2 separate regions of the Mus musculus genome follow, and region 2 is linked to region 1. Evidence: chromatin contacts called from public promoter capture Hi-C data. All regions are on one chromosome and are shown on one strand. Each heading gives the region's core, a stretch centred on a gene start, on an enhancer-like site or on the middle of the called end of the contact. The rest is flanking DNA. Distances are from core to core; before and after follow the strand shown.

Region 1 (7,299 bases), core at 1,433-3,932:
GACGGTTGACCACTACCTCAGATCTGCTTCTCTAGGGTAGTTTGAAGAAGTTAGCACTGCTGTCATGTGAAGAGGGTAATTTGGTTCCCATGAGACGATTATTCATTTCCGCCTGGTATGGTGACTCAATGCCTGTAAGTCCAGCACTCTTTCAAGCTTCAGTGTTTTGAAATCCAAGGCAACTGCAAGCTTAGGACAATGAATGACCAGACAGCTTTGTGTGGATGTTAGGAGTCTGGAGCAAGACACTGTAAAAGCTGACAGTAAGATGCCTCAGTTCCTTATCTTGCTCTGCCTTTAGCCTTGAAGTAGAGGGAGACAGGTTAGGTATCACACATTTTCAGACAGACATCACTGAGTGATTAACATGTCTATACGCACAGGCAAGCAAACGACCCAAAGTAAAGGACTTGTATAAAACAAAGGCAGAGGTCCTAGGTTCTGTCTTGCTTATTGCCACATGCAGGCCCACGAGGTGTTGATACCATGAGGTGTTGTTTAGCACAAGCAGTTTCTAAGTACCTGTTCATGAATATCTGTGCTTAGCAGAAGGAAATTATTAAAGACTCCTTGGAGTCTTAGCAAAACTCAAAAATCAAGGCCAGGGAGAGTGGTAGAAGTTTATAGTCCCAGTACTTGCTTGTTGGGGCTTCTATACTGAGGTTATTCCCGGTCACAGCGAGTCTGAGATTAATGTTGGATACGTGAAACCCTGCCTCAAAACAAAGCAAAACCTCTCAAGCACAACTAGCCCGGCCTGTGATCCCCGCTACACAGGAAGGTGACGTGGAAGAGACTGAAAGTTCAGATCCAGCCTGGGATATAGAGTGAGTTCAAGGCCAACCTAGGCAACTCAGGAAGAACATGTTTCAAAAATAAGAAAGTGGGCTGGAGAGATGGCTCAGCTGTTCAGAGCACTGATTGCTCTTCCAGTGGTCCTGAGTTCAATTCCCAGCAACCACATGGTAGCTCACAACCATCTGTAATGGGATGCAATGCCCTCTTCTGGTGGGTCTGAAGGTAGCAACAGTGTACTCACATTAAATAAATAAATCTCTTTAAAAAAAAAAATAAGAAAGTAACCTAGGTGTGACATCTCATACCTGAAATCCCGGAACCTGAGAGACATAGTCAAGAAGATCAGGAGTACAAGGCTATCCTTAGCAACATATTGAGTTCAAGGTCAGTCTGGACCACAGGAGAACTAACCCAACAAAAACAAACTGTAATTTTGAGATAGGGTCTCAGGTAGATTGAAATTCCTTTGTGGCTGGGGCAGTCATTGAATTCCTGATTCTCCTGTCTCCACCTCCCAGCTGCTGAGACTGTGGGTATGCACCATCTTGTCCAGCTCAATGGTTTAATTCTCTTCTACCATCACACAAATAAGCAGTAAGAGGACATTGTCAGGCCAGGGGCCAGCCTGGAAGAAAAGAGCAGGAAGAGGAAGCAGAAGCCCCTTTGGAGGTAAGATTTGAGTCTTGGGTTGGCGTCCCAGCAGGGCATCGTTATTCCTCAGAATGAGCAGCAGTATCCTATGAGGCTAAAGATGGGCCAGGAAATCTTGATAATAGCCAATCAGACTGCCTGGTTCAGTAGAACTAGCCACTTGACCTAGCTTCTGGCAGGGTTCACAGAATGCTTCTAGCTCTCACCACCAGCTTAGAAGATGGAATGATGAACCAGAACTAGATGAGAAGAAGCTGGCAGAATGTTAACCAAGACCTTTCCTAGACCCTGAAGGATCCACGGCTTGAACCTTGAGATCAGCAGAGAATCAAAGATTGGGGAATCCCGGGATTGTGACTTCCCTCATTTGTATATACCTCCGTAGTAAGTATGTGCATGTGCAAGTGTGTGCTCGTGTGCGTGCACACATACATACATACATACACACACACACACACACACACACACACACACACACACACTGACCCAATTCACACCTTTAGCTGTGGGACCCATTCTGGCTGTTCTTCCTGCCTGGAACTCTTGTCCTGGAAGCACAGTGGTTAGACAGTCTCTCTCATATGTCTCTCTGTAGCAAGAACATAGCCAGGGCATGTGAGAGAAGTTAGGCTGGTTTTGGCCTGGGATTGACCCAGTACTGAGACCTCTAGTACCACATGAAGAATTCTGACCTGGGCGTGATGGCGCACACCTTTAATCCCAGCACTCAGGAGGCAGAGGCAAGCGGATTTCTGAGTTCGAGGCCAGCCTGGTCTACAAAATGAGTTCCAGGACAGCCAGGAACTATACAGAGAAACCCTGTCTCAAAAAAAAAAAAAAAGAATTCTAAATTGGAAAGGAACTGGGTGGAGTCCTAGACACCCCACTCTTTCCTACCTAGTCTTTACAGAAATCTCCAGTCTTGTCTTGTCCTTGTTGGGCTGAGCCTCATAGTGCCCTCTCTGATGACCAAGATGACATCCAGGGACTAAGGTCTCATGAATAGTGAAAGACTCCATGACACTCTTTCTCAAACAGGAAGAGGGTACCAGGAAGAGGATGGGGCCTTGGTGCCCCATCTCTGAAACTAGGAAGGTTCCTATTAGAAGATATGTAAGCAAAGATGAGCATCTGCTGGCCCAGCTGCCTGTGTGTCTAGGCAAATGTCTACCTGGTTCAGAACCCATCCCCGTGTGTTCCACCATACCTACTAACCCCTCAAGACCCTTGGAGCATGTACACATTCTCTCTGAGCCAGGACACAAGAAGACCGTGCACAACATCTACTGCAGAGAGTACAAGGTAGGATACAACCTGTGGGAATCCATGACTTAGTTACCAGGGTAAGAGGGCTCCCCAGCACTTGGCTGTTAGGGACTGAGAGTGACAGGGCTGAGGTGTAGGTGTCCGTATCATGGGGCTTTAAGAAGAAGAGAACCTACTAGAGAGTCCTTACTAGAGGATTGAAATTGACCCACATGAAAAATATTATCAAGCCCTGTGGCTGGACCTTGGGACAGACTAGCACTTAGGAATCTCGTCCTTACTTTGCTGACATTTTGTGACATTGGTGTGAGGCCAGATTCCATTCAACTTACTCCAAGTGCAGGTGGGATTGCATCTGGCCAGGGAGAGCTAGAAGAGCCTCGCCCTCATCCACAGTGATCCTAGACACTTGCCATAGCCTTAACACTGATTCTGACAAGAGATTATTTCTCAGTTTTCAGACATGCCAAATCCTGATTTCATTCTCTTCCCACTGGGACTTGAACCCAGAGTCTTTGCAAAGTAACTCCAGGAGAGTACTCCACCACTGAAATGTGACACTAGCCTCTGTTTTACTTACTTTTGAGACAAGATCTTGATAAGTTGCCTAGGCAGGCCTTGAATTTACCATTTTCCTGCCTTAGCCTTCTGAGTAGCTAAGTTTCCAACCCTGCATAACCAGGAAAGTCCAGACTGGTTTGGTCTCTATTTATTTACTTTCTTATTTACTTACTTTATTTCTTTTTAGACAGGGACTCACTATGTAGACCAAGCTGGTTGCCCTCAAACTCATGATGATCCCCTGCCTCTGACTTCTAAGTGCCAGGTTGAAAGTATACCATATGCCTGGCTCCCTAGGCAGCTACAGCTTTTCCCACTGTGGTCTCAACTAATTCCAGTTTGACAGTTTGAGCTCAGTCTGGTCAGGAGGGTGTCAGAGGGGCAGATGGGAACCCAGAGTCTTGCAGTATGAGCAAGGCTTACTCTTTAGAATAGAGCCATCAAAAATAAAATAAAATAAAAATAAAGAAAAAAGAGAAAAATTTAGCCGGGCAGTGGTGGCACATGCCTTTAATCCCAGCACTCGGGAGGCAGAGGCAGGCGGATTTCTGATTTCGAGGCCAGCCTGGTCTACAGAGTGAGTTCCAGAACAGCCAGGGCTATACAGAGAAACCCTGTCTCGAAAAAGCAAAAAAGAAAAGAAGAAGAAGAAGAAAAAGAAGAAGACTAGAGCCATAACAGACAGGATTTTCCTCAGCCTGAGGCTGTCTGGAAAGCAGTAGCCCCGCCCACCTGGCAAGAGTGGCACAAAGTGTTAGAGCCAATCTCCATCCTCCTCCTAGAGGGCAGAGGCTTCTTGGCAGCACCAGGGGTACCAGGTCAGACCTGGGTATCCAGGGGACACAACTGAGGGAAGAGTTAAGGAAGAGGGGTGTGTACAGGCTTGGGGACAGGTGAGGAGGACTGGGAAGAGCAGCTTCAAGGAGAGGAGTGATCGTGAATTCAGGATTGCGGGTGGGAGTTGTCAGAAGCCAAAGCTCTCTTCTCTCCCTGGGAGACAGCTGTCCCATAGCACCTCCAAGGAGGGCAAGGAACAGGCAGTGGCTTCCTGGGACCAGCAGAGTATAGGGCTACAGATAGCAAGCAACAAAGAAGCCAAGGGAGCGGGTTGAGTGGGAAGGCCTGTAGGATTGTGGATCTGTGGCCTGGGGTAGAACTGTGTCATAAATGATAGTTTTTTTGTCTTAGGAAATATTTCTAGTAGCTGTGCTTACTGATCTATGGCTCTAATCCAAGAGGGAGGCTGAAACAGGAAGCTTGCAGATTTAAGAACAGTCTAAGCTTCGAGTGAGTCAAGGCCAACCCAGGCTACTTAGTGAGACCATGTCTCAAGATTTAAAACAAGAAAAGAAAAAGCTAAAGGGCTGGGGATATAAAAGGTAGCACCATAGGGCAACATGCCAAAGTCCTTAGTCAGTTGAGCTAAACAGATAAATAAGCAGACAGACAAACACCTCCAGGTGGGAAGGGGTATGCCCAAGTAGAAGGGGCTGGGGGTGGTAGGATCCCGGCTGGGATGTCCCAGGCCCAGTTGCTTTGGAGGATTCCCTCTTTTGGGATTCTAGTTATTTTCTCCCCGTCAAGCCTCGCTGACAAAGACTAACGTTGACCCTGGGAACAGGGCTGCTGGTCCAGAGAAGGCCAGGACCTCTTAGGGGAAAAGGCTGCAAACCTAGAGAGAGGGCTGAGACCAGGGGTGCTAAGAGGTTCTCACACTGCTGGTCTCCTACAGTGTGAGAGAGCAATCCTTAGATTTCTATTGCTGTGGTAAAGACTATAACCAAAAACAATTTAGGGAGAAAAGGGCTTATTTAACTTAAGGGTTACATTCCATCAGGCAAAACGAAGGCAGAATTCAGGGTGGGAACATGGAGGCAAGAACAGAGGTAGAGTCCGTGGAGGAGGGCGACGCACTGGCTTATTCTCCCCACTTTGCTCACTCTGCTTTGTCATACACCCCAGGACCACCTGGCCAGGGGTAGCACCACCCACACCGATCGTTAATCAAGAGAATGCCTCCCACAGACTTGCCCACAGATCAATATCATGGAGGTATTTTCCAGTTGAGACTCCTTCTTAGATGCCTCTAGCTTATGCCGAGTTGACAAAACTACCCAACCCAGGGCATGGCACAGAAATGCAGCTAGAGGGGGTCTGGGAAAGACCCTTCTACCCAAAGCCCTTGCCTCCCCCACATAGTTGGTGCCAGGTTCTGACCAGATCTCTAGAAAGGGCTGCTGGCATGACGGAAGCTGCCTATCATGATCTGCCTAACCCAGTCCTTCCCTGTCTAATGGAATGGAAGCAGCGACTGCGCTGGAACAAAGCTGGGGGAGGGGCAGGGTGGGCCATGCTCAGATCCCACAGCACGGTTAGCAACTTGTAACTCACTTCTGACTACTGCTGTCCCCACCCCCAAAATACCACTAGCACTTACCTAAGGACAGGAAAGAACATGGCACTTTATCCACCACAGCTCCAGGAATTGACCTGACTGGAGAATAAAGAAACACGACCACATACACAGACACACGGCCACATGCACAGAAAAAAGGAGACCAGGTGGACTGGGCTCTCTACTAAAGAAGCCAAAGTATCCTGGAAGCGCAGCATGTTTATTATATAGAGTTGAACAGGGAGGTGAGTGGGGTTATTGCTTACAGCTTCAAGGATGCAGGTTTAACCAATCCCATTAGAAGCAGTCTGCAGGGGAGCCTAGCCCAGGGAAGGTTTTGCCATTTCCCACGGGCTGATGCTTTCGCATCCTTCATATAGCCACACCCCTGTCAACAGCACATCTCCTCATGACTTAACTCACCCAGGGCATTAACTCTCCCTGCCCAAGGACATTTAACTATTCCAAAAAAAAAAAAAAAAAAATTAACCATAATAAAAGTTGAGGCTGTGGGAAAGGTATATCTGTTCCCATTTGAATCTGCAGCTCCACAAGACAAGGGCTTTTCAGGAGGCCACTTGGTGGCTAGGGCAGTTTCAGGGCACCTTGCTCTGGAGGCAGAGCCCTAGACAGCTACTGGCAGAAGTGGACATCTGGGTAATGGGGTGGGACTCAGGGCCTCTGGCATCCTAGGCTAGGGCTCTACACTGAGTTCTACCCAAGCCTGAGGACGCCCTTCCAAAGGGGACTTGCAAAGAACATCATTGTGTCTGTCACCTGACGCCGCACCCTTGGAAGTCTTGGCTGGAGCCTGCAGTATGGACAAGCAGTGGTTTCCTGCAGCTGGAATTCTCTTGGCTGGTGAGTGAGTAGGATGGGGAAGGTGAGCTGCGGTGTCATGTCCCCATCACCACCAGCTTACTTGTAGGGAAGGGTGGAATCCTCTCCTCAGGGAACTCCATGACTCCCACCTCAGGCTGCCCCTTCACTGTCTCCATGGTTTAGCCTTGGGCAGCCTGAGAGATGCTAGGGAAAGATTGGGGACCTCAGGCATCTTGAGGGACCTCAAGATCACCTCCTTGGAGCTTTATACAGCTGTAGGTAGGTTTGGCATGAACCCTAGAGCCTTCAGAGGTTCCTCTACATGTATGCTCCACCTCCCAGCCTCCAAGAAAAACCCTGTATGCAGGGAGCATGGTCAGGTCACAATTTTACCCACAACGGAGAATCAGACAGCACTTCCTGCTCCATCAAGTTAGTCTGCGCCTCAGAGGTGGTTTAAATAGAATAGGTAAGACCTTCAACTCCTAGCAACCACTTGGGCCTGGGAGACTTCTCTTTGCGGGTGGGAGGTCCTTAACATAGGGGTTGTTAGCATGGAGATAAACAGACAAATCCTAAAGGCATTTCCCTTTGTCTTCACAGTGCCTATTCCCAGGGAAGGGCATCATGCCACTGTCAGCCCGGCTAGAATGAGGGAGGGGAGATGACTCAAATAAGTAGCTCCATGGTTGGGGGCCTAACCAGGCCTAGGTATTACTCTCCAGTACCTAAGTGAGCAAGATGTGCCAGGGTGAGATCTGAGAGGTTGGGGGCCAGTCCTGTCCACCCGATACTGAAAAGCCAGG
Region 2 (7,299 bases), core at 2,547-5,046, 350 kb after region 1:
TCATGTTGGTTGCTGGGAATTGAACTCAGGACCTTCGAAAGAGCAGTCTGTGCTTTTAACTGCTGAGCCAACTCTCCAGCCCCAACAATTTTTTTTTTATTATTCCTTGTATTTATCAGGAGACCGGGGAGGGGGAGCATGCATGCCAGGACATGTATGTGAAGGTTCCAGGATAAGTTCTTCTCTTCCACCATGTGGGTCCTGAGTATCAAACTCTACCACCAAGCTTGGCATCAAGTACCTTCACCCACTGAACCACCTCTCTATCCCCTTGGTTTTAGGACCCTAAAAAATAGATTGGGGGTTCTGGAGAGATGGCTTGATGGTTAATAGCACTGGCTGCTATACCAGAGTATCCTGGTTCAATTCCTAGTACCCACATGGCAGCTCACAACTGTGTGTGGCTCTGGTTCCAGGGGATCTGACACCTTCACACAGACACAACAACAATGCACAGAAAAAAAAAAACTGAAAAACAATTTTTTTTAGAATTATTTATTTATGTATATGAGTACACTGTAGCTGTCTTCAGACACACCAGAAGAGGGCACTGGATCCCATTACAGATGGTTGTGAGCCACCATGTGGTAGCCAGGAATTGAACTCAGGACTTCTAGAAGAGCAGTCAGTGTTCTTTTCTCTCTCTTTTTTTTTTTGTTTGTTTGTTTTAAAGATTTATTTATTATTATATCTAAGTACACTGTAGCTGTCTTCAGACGCACCAGAAAAGGGTGTCAGATCTCATTACAGATGGTTGTGAGCCACCATGTGGTTGCTGGGATTTGAACTCAGGACCTTCAGAAGAACAGTCAATGCTCTTAACCGCTGAGCCATCTTGCCAATCCCCAGAAAATAATTCTAAAAATATGTACATCTGGACACTGAAGCCTATGGCATTGCTCTTCCCGCTATTCCGACACTGCTTTGATCCCTGTAGCTTTGTTGTAAGTCTTGACATCAGGTAGTGTGAGAATAATCCCTTTACAGCTAAGGACACTGAGGCTCTGGGGGGTGACAACCACTAACAACTGAGGTGACAGAGTAGAGGCAACAGGCTGGCCAGTGCTCCTCTCGCCAGAGTCCTCTGTGAAAGCCCGGTCTTCCCAGTCCCCCCCCTCAGTCAGCAGCACTGAGCTTTGGGCTGCTCCTGGCAAGGGGCTTGCTGTATCTCCTTTCCAAACCTCACTGGGCAGGAAGACATGACCCCACCTCTGAGACCTCAGGAGAGCTCATGCTGGGCCGGTGTGGGCCTGTCAGCACTCACAGCCTGTTCACTCACAGAGAAAGGTCATTGAACCACAAGGCTCCCTGTGCGGCTGGGAAATGTCCAGGTGGTGGTCAGGACACAGCCATTTGGGAGAAGTGCTCCTCTTGGGGACTTCTGAGTCTCAATCTTACCTCACCTCTGCGTTCTCCTTTTGTAGTGGTTGGCTTGCAGCCCTATCTACGATGAAAAATGGGCCCTTAGCTGTGACCATCATCATGATGGTAGTGGCTGGCTTCTTTACCCTCTGTGCTGGGCTTTCACTCTTCCTCCTGCAGCGGGTAAGTAGGACAGAGCCAACAGCGAACCCCAGTAAAATGCCCATCTCTCCTGGGCAGGCACAAATCTAAATATGCCTTGCTCCTGAAGCTCTCAGGGGCCCAGCACCTCATCCAAGGCTATGGGTAAGCAGCCAGGCAGGGTTGACCCCTCCAGTGGCTGCCACCATACCCTGATGGCTAGGTTTGCTCTGGGCTCTTCTCACCCCAGCCTCCTTCCCTAGGTACACGCCTTCTACCGCCGAACAGGAGCCAGCTTCCAGCAGGCCCAGGAAGAGTTCTCCCAGGGTATCTTCAGCAGCAGAACCTTTCGCGGGGCTGCCTCATCTGCTGCCCGAGGAGCCTTTCAGGGGAATTAGGCTTCCCGACTCTCCTTCCCTGAGCCCTGGCCTCTCTGTCAACTGTCTTCTGAGCTGCACTTTCCTCGGGTGCCTTATGCAGTGACTACACCAGCACAGACCTGGCAGGGATTTGTCTTGTCCCTGCTCCTCCCTCAGTAGTCAGCTTTCTCCTCTACAAGAGGGAAGGAGAGGAAGGGACAAGGACTTTAAAAAAAAAAAAAACACATGGGAAAAGAAAAAATAACAAAGCTGTCTTTCCTTTTCTAATGGTGGCTTGGTCTGATTTTGTCTGGAAGCAATGGGACTGTTTTCCCTGAAAACAAATGGACTCATGTGCTTGGGATCATGGGCCAACCTGGGCTCACTGTACTGGGGATTTTCCACAGGCACCCTGTACTTCACTCCCTCCCTCTACAGGCTCCATGTGTATTGGGTCTCCACAACCTTGCCTTTCATGCTTGGGCTTCCTAAGTCCCCCAGTGGCTCTACTCTAGGTGAGCTGTGTTCTGGGTGGGAGCACAGAAGTCTCCCAAGTCCTCTTCCGGTGAGCTCCTGGTGTTCTTCACAACCGAGTCATGACCCTGTGCCTGCTACGACTCATGTGTGATAGCACCTTGTGCCCTCTGGGGGCCCTCCCTAGCCTCTCTTCAGACTTCTGAATGTACAGTAAGTGGGGTTGGTTGAGACTTGGGGGATGAGGAGGGGACGAAGACAAGTAAGTCAAGTCCTGCCCAGCCTCTACCAGTCTTGTGAGAGGGTAGATGTCTGCTTGTTTTGGCTTCTCTCCTCCCAAGGGACTCTGCCCCTCTGCCTTAGCTTGGCCCCTGCCTATCTTCAGCAATACTCACCTCTTAAAACGCTTAGGGTCTTTTGGAAGAAATCAGTCCTGAACTATGTCCTGCAGGCAGGACTGCCGAGCCTTCTTTCTGAGGGTTCTTCCCACAATGGAGTCTAGGTCCCTTTCTACTTGTCCTGGGGGCTCCACGGGTGTGTCACTGCAGTGGCACCTAAGAAGCCGCTGTGGAAACCTGGACCCTGTGTTTTGTCAGTACTGCGAGAGCTCACCAAGCTGGCCAGTCTCCTGCCCCTGGGAACTGGGGCCCTCCTGAGACTACCCTCATGCTGTCAGCCCTAGAGCCACCAAGTGGTAATGTCAGCCACCGGGGTTTTGTAAACTTCCTGGTATTATTTTCCTCCATGTACAGATGTATATGTCATGTCTCAATTTTTGTGCTTAAATAAAAAGATTTTCGGACAGCACTGGCCCTGATGTCAATGGTGGACTTGGGAGGGCTATAGCCTACTGAAGTACAGACTAAGGGCCTACTAAGATAGGTGAGGTGACAGTTAAGGTTGTTGGTGGCTGAGCTGTGCTGGACGACAGACCACTCAACTCTAGGGAAAGAGTTGAAAGGCAGAATCGAGGACCCTGGCAATGGCAACTTGGTCTCTTCCAAAGGCATTTAAATTGTTTTTCGCCAAGCATAGTGGCACATACCGTTAGTCCCAGCACTCCGAGGCCAGACTGCTCTACAAAGTAAGTTCCAGGAGAGCCAGGGCTACTCAGAGAAACCTTGTCTTCCAAAACCAAATAAACGAATGAATAAGGGCCAGAGCACGTGTGATGATCAGAGAAGAACTTGCTGGAGTCCGTTCTCCCTCGTCACCCTGTGGGGCCCTGGGATTTTCATATCCACTGCTTCTGGTCTTGAAGGGCAGGGAGTGAGCCAGGCTCTTCCTCCCGCCCCCTACGTAGGTGGTCTCTAGGATGCCATTCCCATGTGATCGTGTCCGCAGTCCTCGACACAACTCTACACCCACTAAAGCCTCAGTGTCTGAAACCTGCCTGGCAATCCTTGGCAGAGGGTGTCACCCAGCCCGCTGCCGGCGGGGAGGAGCCTCGGAGGGGAGGTGTCGAGCCGCGCTTCCGGCGGGCAGCGCCGGGGCCCTGCGGAGTCCCGCCTCGCCGCCCCTCGAGCGCCCCCAGCTTCTCTGCTGGCCGGAACCTGCACCCCGAACCAGGAAGCACCTGGCGGCGGGCGCGGGATGGCTGGGCCCAGCTGGGGTCTCCCTCGGCTGGACGGTTTCATCCTTACCGAGCGCCTGGGCAGTGGCACGTACGCCACGGTGTACAAGGCCTACGCCAAGGTGGGTGTGGGCGGGTCGTGCCGGAGGTGTCCCGGCGCCGGGCACCCGACTCCCGTGCCAGCCAACTCCCTGCAAGCCCGGCTGGGTCACGGGCCAAGCTGAGCAGGAAAGGCGACCGCCTTGAGAGCAGTAAGGCCACAGTGGCTGCCCAAGCTGGTAGAGGAGGCTGGAGCTAACCGCCCCTTTTAGGTTTTAAAAACAGCCACGCCAGTTTGGTCTGGAGGTGCGGGCGATGACCTAAGGGAATCTCTGTGTCAGTGGCTGAAGAACCGGCTCTGCACGGAAGTTGCCTTAGGGGCTGGGAGGAGTCTGGGGTCAGACTCCCAGGAGGCAGCACCAGTTAGAATGCAGAGTGGATAGCTCTTTAAATAGTGACATCCCCCGCCCCCTAACCCTCCCCGCCCCCCCTCTAGAAAGTGATGCGGTGGGTTAGAAGCACGGCGTTGGAGAACACTTGCTGGGGTGGGATTCCCGAATCCGGATGCCTCGTTGATTTGAGACGTGGAAGCTGGGAAACTTGGAGGTCCATGGAGAGTGGACAGACTCCAAACAGGGGAAAGTTTGCAGACTCAGAGCCCACTCCAGCCCATGGGGTCGGCCCCTTCAAAACAGACACCCCAAATTTTCTGTACCACAGAAGGATACTCGGGAAGTGGTAGCCATAAAATGCGTGGCCAAGAAGAGTCTCAACAAGGCGTCAGTGGAAAACCTCCTGACTGAGATTGAGATCCTCAAGGGCATTCGGCACCCCCATATCGTGCAGCTGAAAGACTTCCAGGTCTGAGCCCAGGAAGGGGTGCCTCCAAAGGCGGCTGGAGAAGGGACAGCGCCTAAAGCTGTCTCTCTCTCTCTCTCTCTCTCTCTCTCTCTCTCTCTCTCGCTCCCTTTTTTTGGGGGGGGTTCAAGACAGGGTTTCTCTGTATAGCCCTGGCTGTCCTGGAACTCACGCTCTCTCTCTTTACTTGCAACCACAGTGGGACAATGACAATATCTACCTCATCATGGAGTTCTGTGCAGGGGGTGACCTGTCTCGCTTCATTCATACCCGCAGGATCCTGCCTGAGAAGGTGGCCCGTGTTTTCATGCAGCAGTTGGGTAAAAAGCTTGTGACACACCCCGTGGCTTCTTCTCCCCTATCCCAATGCTTTGCAGTCTGCCATGTTGTGTCCCTAGCATCTGTAGGGAATTCAGGCTTCCACATGGAGAACATGATGTAAGAACCTTGTGGCATCTTCCAGGGCCCAGTAGGTGGAACCCAAGTGCTTTAGTGAGGGAGAATGCAACGTCCTTAAGGGCTGGGGCTTTTCTGGAGGCTCCTTGAAGGGAGGGTGGTTTTATGAAGGGTACAGAGAACAGGCACTTGGGAACTCTTAGAAGTAGCCAGAGTCTGTTGCTTCTATATATTCTGTAGCTCAGCCAGAACAGCGCTGCAGTAATAGAGCTGTACGGGGATAGGTGGAGGCCTGGGGAGGGGAGAGGCAGGTGGGAAAGAGGCTCTGACTTATTTTCTGGTGGCTGACTCCTCAGCTAGTGCCCTGCAGTTCCTGCATGAACGAAACATCTCTCACTTGGATCTGAAACCGCAGAACATCCTGCTGAGCTCTTTGGAGAAGCCCCACCTGAAACTGGCAGGTCTGCGTCTGGAACAGCAGGGTGGCAGTTCATTTAGAGTGGGTGAACAGTGAGCTCCTGGCTGTGCTGCTTCCTCAGCGGCCTGGTTCCCAGGGGTCGCTCTGTTAAGTCATTAGTGACAGATCAGGAGGTGTAGAGCTGAGCCCGGCGCCAAAAGGTAGCACCCATTCCCAGGCTGCCCACACTTTCTGTCCTGCAGGGTGGTGGGTGGAGCTAGGGATCAAGTCTGAATTAGAGTTGGGGTTCAGTCTGGAACTAGTGCCAATGTGTGACCAGCATCCAGGATCAGTCTGTGAGCTCTGTTCTTAGGGTTAGGGCTCAGTCTGGACGGCTGAGGAGAACACTTAACAGTGGACAGGTGTTTGTGGTTCTGGTAAGATATAAAGAATGGGCTTGAGTTTGGAGGCCAGTGATCATGACGTAACTTAGTTCTGGGGCTGGGATGGGGCTTTCTGTGGAATTGTATTTGAGATAGGTTTAAGGAAAAGGTGCTTAAGAGGCCATGTGCCATGCAGAGGGTTTCCCCGAGCCGCCCCCCCCCCCCCAGGGATATAGGAGTATTGCACAGGGGAGGAGGCGGGAGTAGTACAGGTGAGTCTAGGGTGGGGAGGAGCCCTGACTGGCCTCATAGGAGCAGCTGGGATTTGAACCCTGGGCCTGCCCTCTTGCCTGCAGACTTTGGCTTTGCCCAGCACATGTCCCCGTGGGACGAAAAACACGTGCTCCGTGGCTCCCCGCTCTATATGGCTCCTGAGATGGTGTGTCGGCGGCAGTATGATGCGCGTGTGGACCTCTGGTCTGTGGGGGTGATCCTGTACGGTGAGACTTCTCTTCCCTTGTTGTCCACCCTGAGAGTTACTCTGTATTTGGGCCAGGCTTTTCTGGGCCTCTCCTGGGTTCAGATGAGAATTAAGGGCTCTACTCTGAGGGATTTTTGGTCCCCGTTCTGTGGACGAGCTAGGCCAGACTTAACCCTGTTCCCTTCCGGCCCCTCCTCTGCCTTCTTCCACAGAAGCCCTCTTTGGGCAGCCCCCCTTTGCCTCCAGATCGTTCTCAGAGCTAGAAGAAAAGATTCGCAGCAATCGGGTGATTGAGGTGCGTCTGGCAGGGTCTAGGCATCCACCGGGGATTGAGGGACTCAAGGCCCAGAAGTTTGTTCAGCACTGCAGTGCAGGCTCTGGGCCTTTCATGGCAGTGGGGCATGTTCTGTGGTGGAAGCCTAGAGTCTGGTCCGTTCCTGAGGATCCATATCAGCCACGACAGGCAACAAATGACCAGGCCCAATCTTCCCATAGTCCGGGGCTGGAGGCAAATACCCATTTGATAGGAGACTGATAAAGGATGCTTGGCTCTCTTCCTGCACATCACCGGGACTTGCCATGATCCACTCAGATTACCCACAGCAAACACGTACCCTTATGGGGGTTCCTAACAGGCCTTGGGCTTTGGGCTCAGATGTTGGAGCCTTCTGTGATGTGTCTCTGCTCTATGCCTCTGTAGCTCCCTCTTCGGCCCCAACTCTCCCTAGACTGCCGGGACCTGTTGCAGCGACTTCTAGAGCGGGACCCCGCCCGTCGAATCTCCTTCAAGGACTTCTTTGCCCATCCCTGGGTGGACCTGGAGCACATGCCCAGTG

What was found. Capture Hi-C pulls out chosen DNA fragments and counts their contacts.
Region 2: a promoter capture Hi-C map of adipose tissue shows a contact between it and region 1. The contact joins the promoter of Ulk3 here to the promoter of Trcg1 in region 1. A contact is called at or near these places in 2 of 39 promoter capture datasets (embryonic stem cells and hippocampal neurons), 1 of 484 Hi-C or Micro-C datasets (Sertoli cells), 1 of 115 datasets of contacts at active chromatin or transcription factors (large pre-B cells) and 1 of 9 other capture datasets (adipose tissue).

What each region holds. Positions count from the first base shown.
Region 1 is chr9:57,233,874-57,241,172 of GRCm38.p6, forward strand. Trcg1 (taste receptor cell gene 1) reads left to right here and starts at 2,683. Exons shown (of 13, transcript NM_001014398.2): 1 at 2,683-2,751; 2 at 6,416-6,532. The coding sequence starts at 6,490.
Region 2 is chr9:57,585,656-57,592,954 of GRCm38.p6, forward strand. It overlaps Ulk3 (unc-51-like kinase 3), which reads left to right and starts at 3,797. Exons shown (of 16, transcript NM_027895.1): 1 at 3,797-4,031; 2 at 4,669-4,809; 3 at 5,006-5,126; 4 at 5,559-5,663; 5 at 6,339-6,482; 6 at 6,676-6,758; 7 at 7,164-7,299. The coding sequence starts at 3,930. Scamp2 (secretory carrier membrane protein 2) reads left to right here. Exons shown (of 9, transcript NM_022813.3): 8 at 1,425-1,545; 9 at 1,767-3,143. The coding sequence ends at 1,901.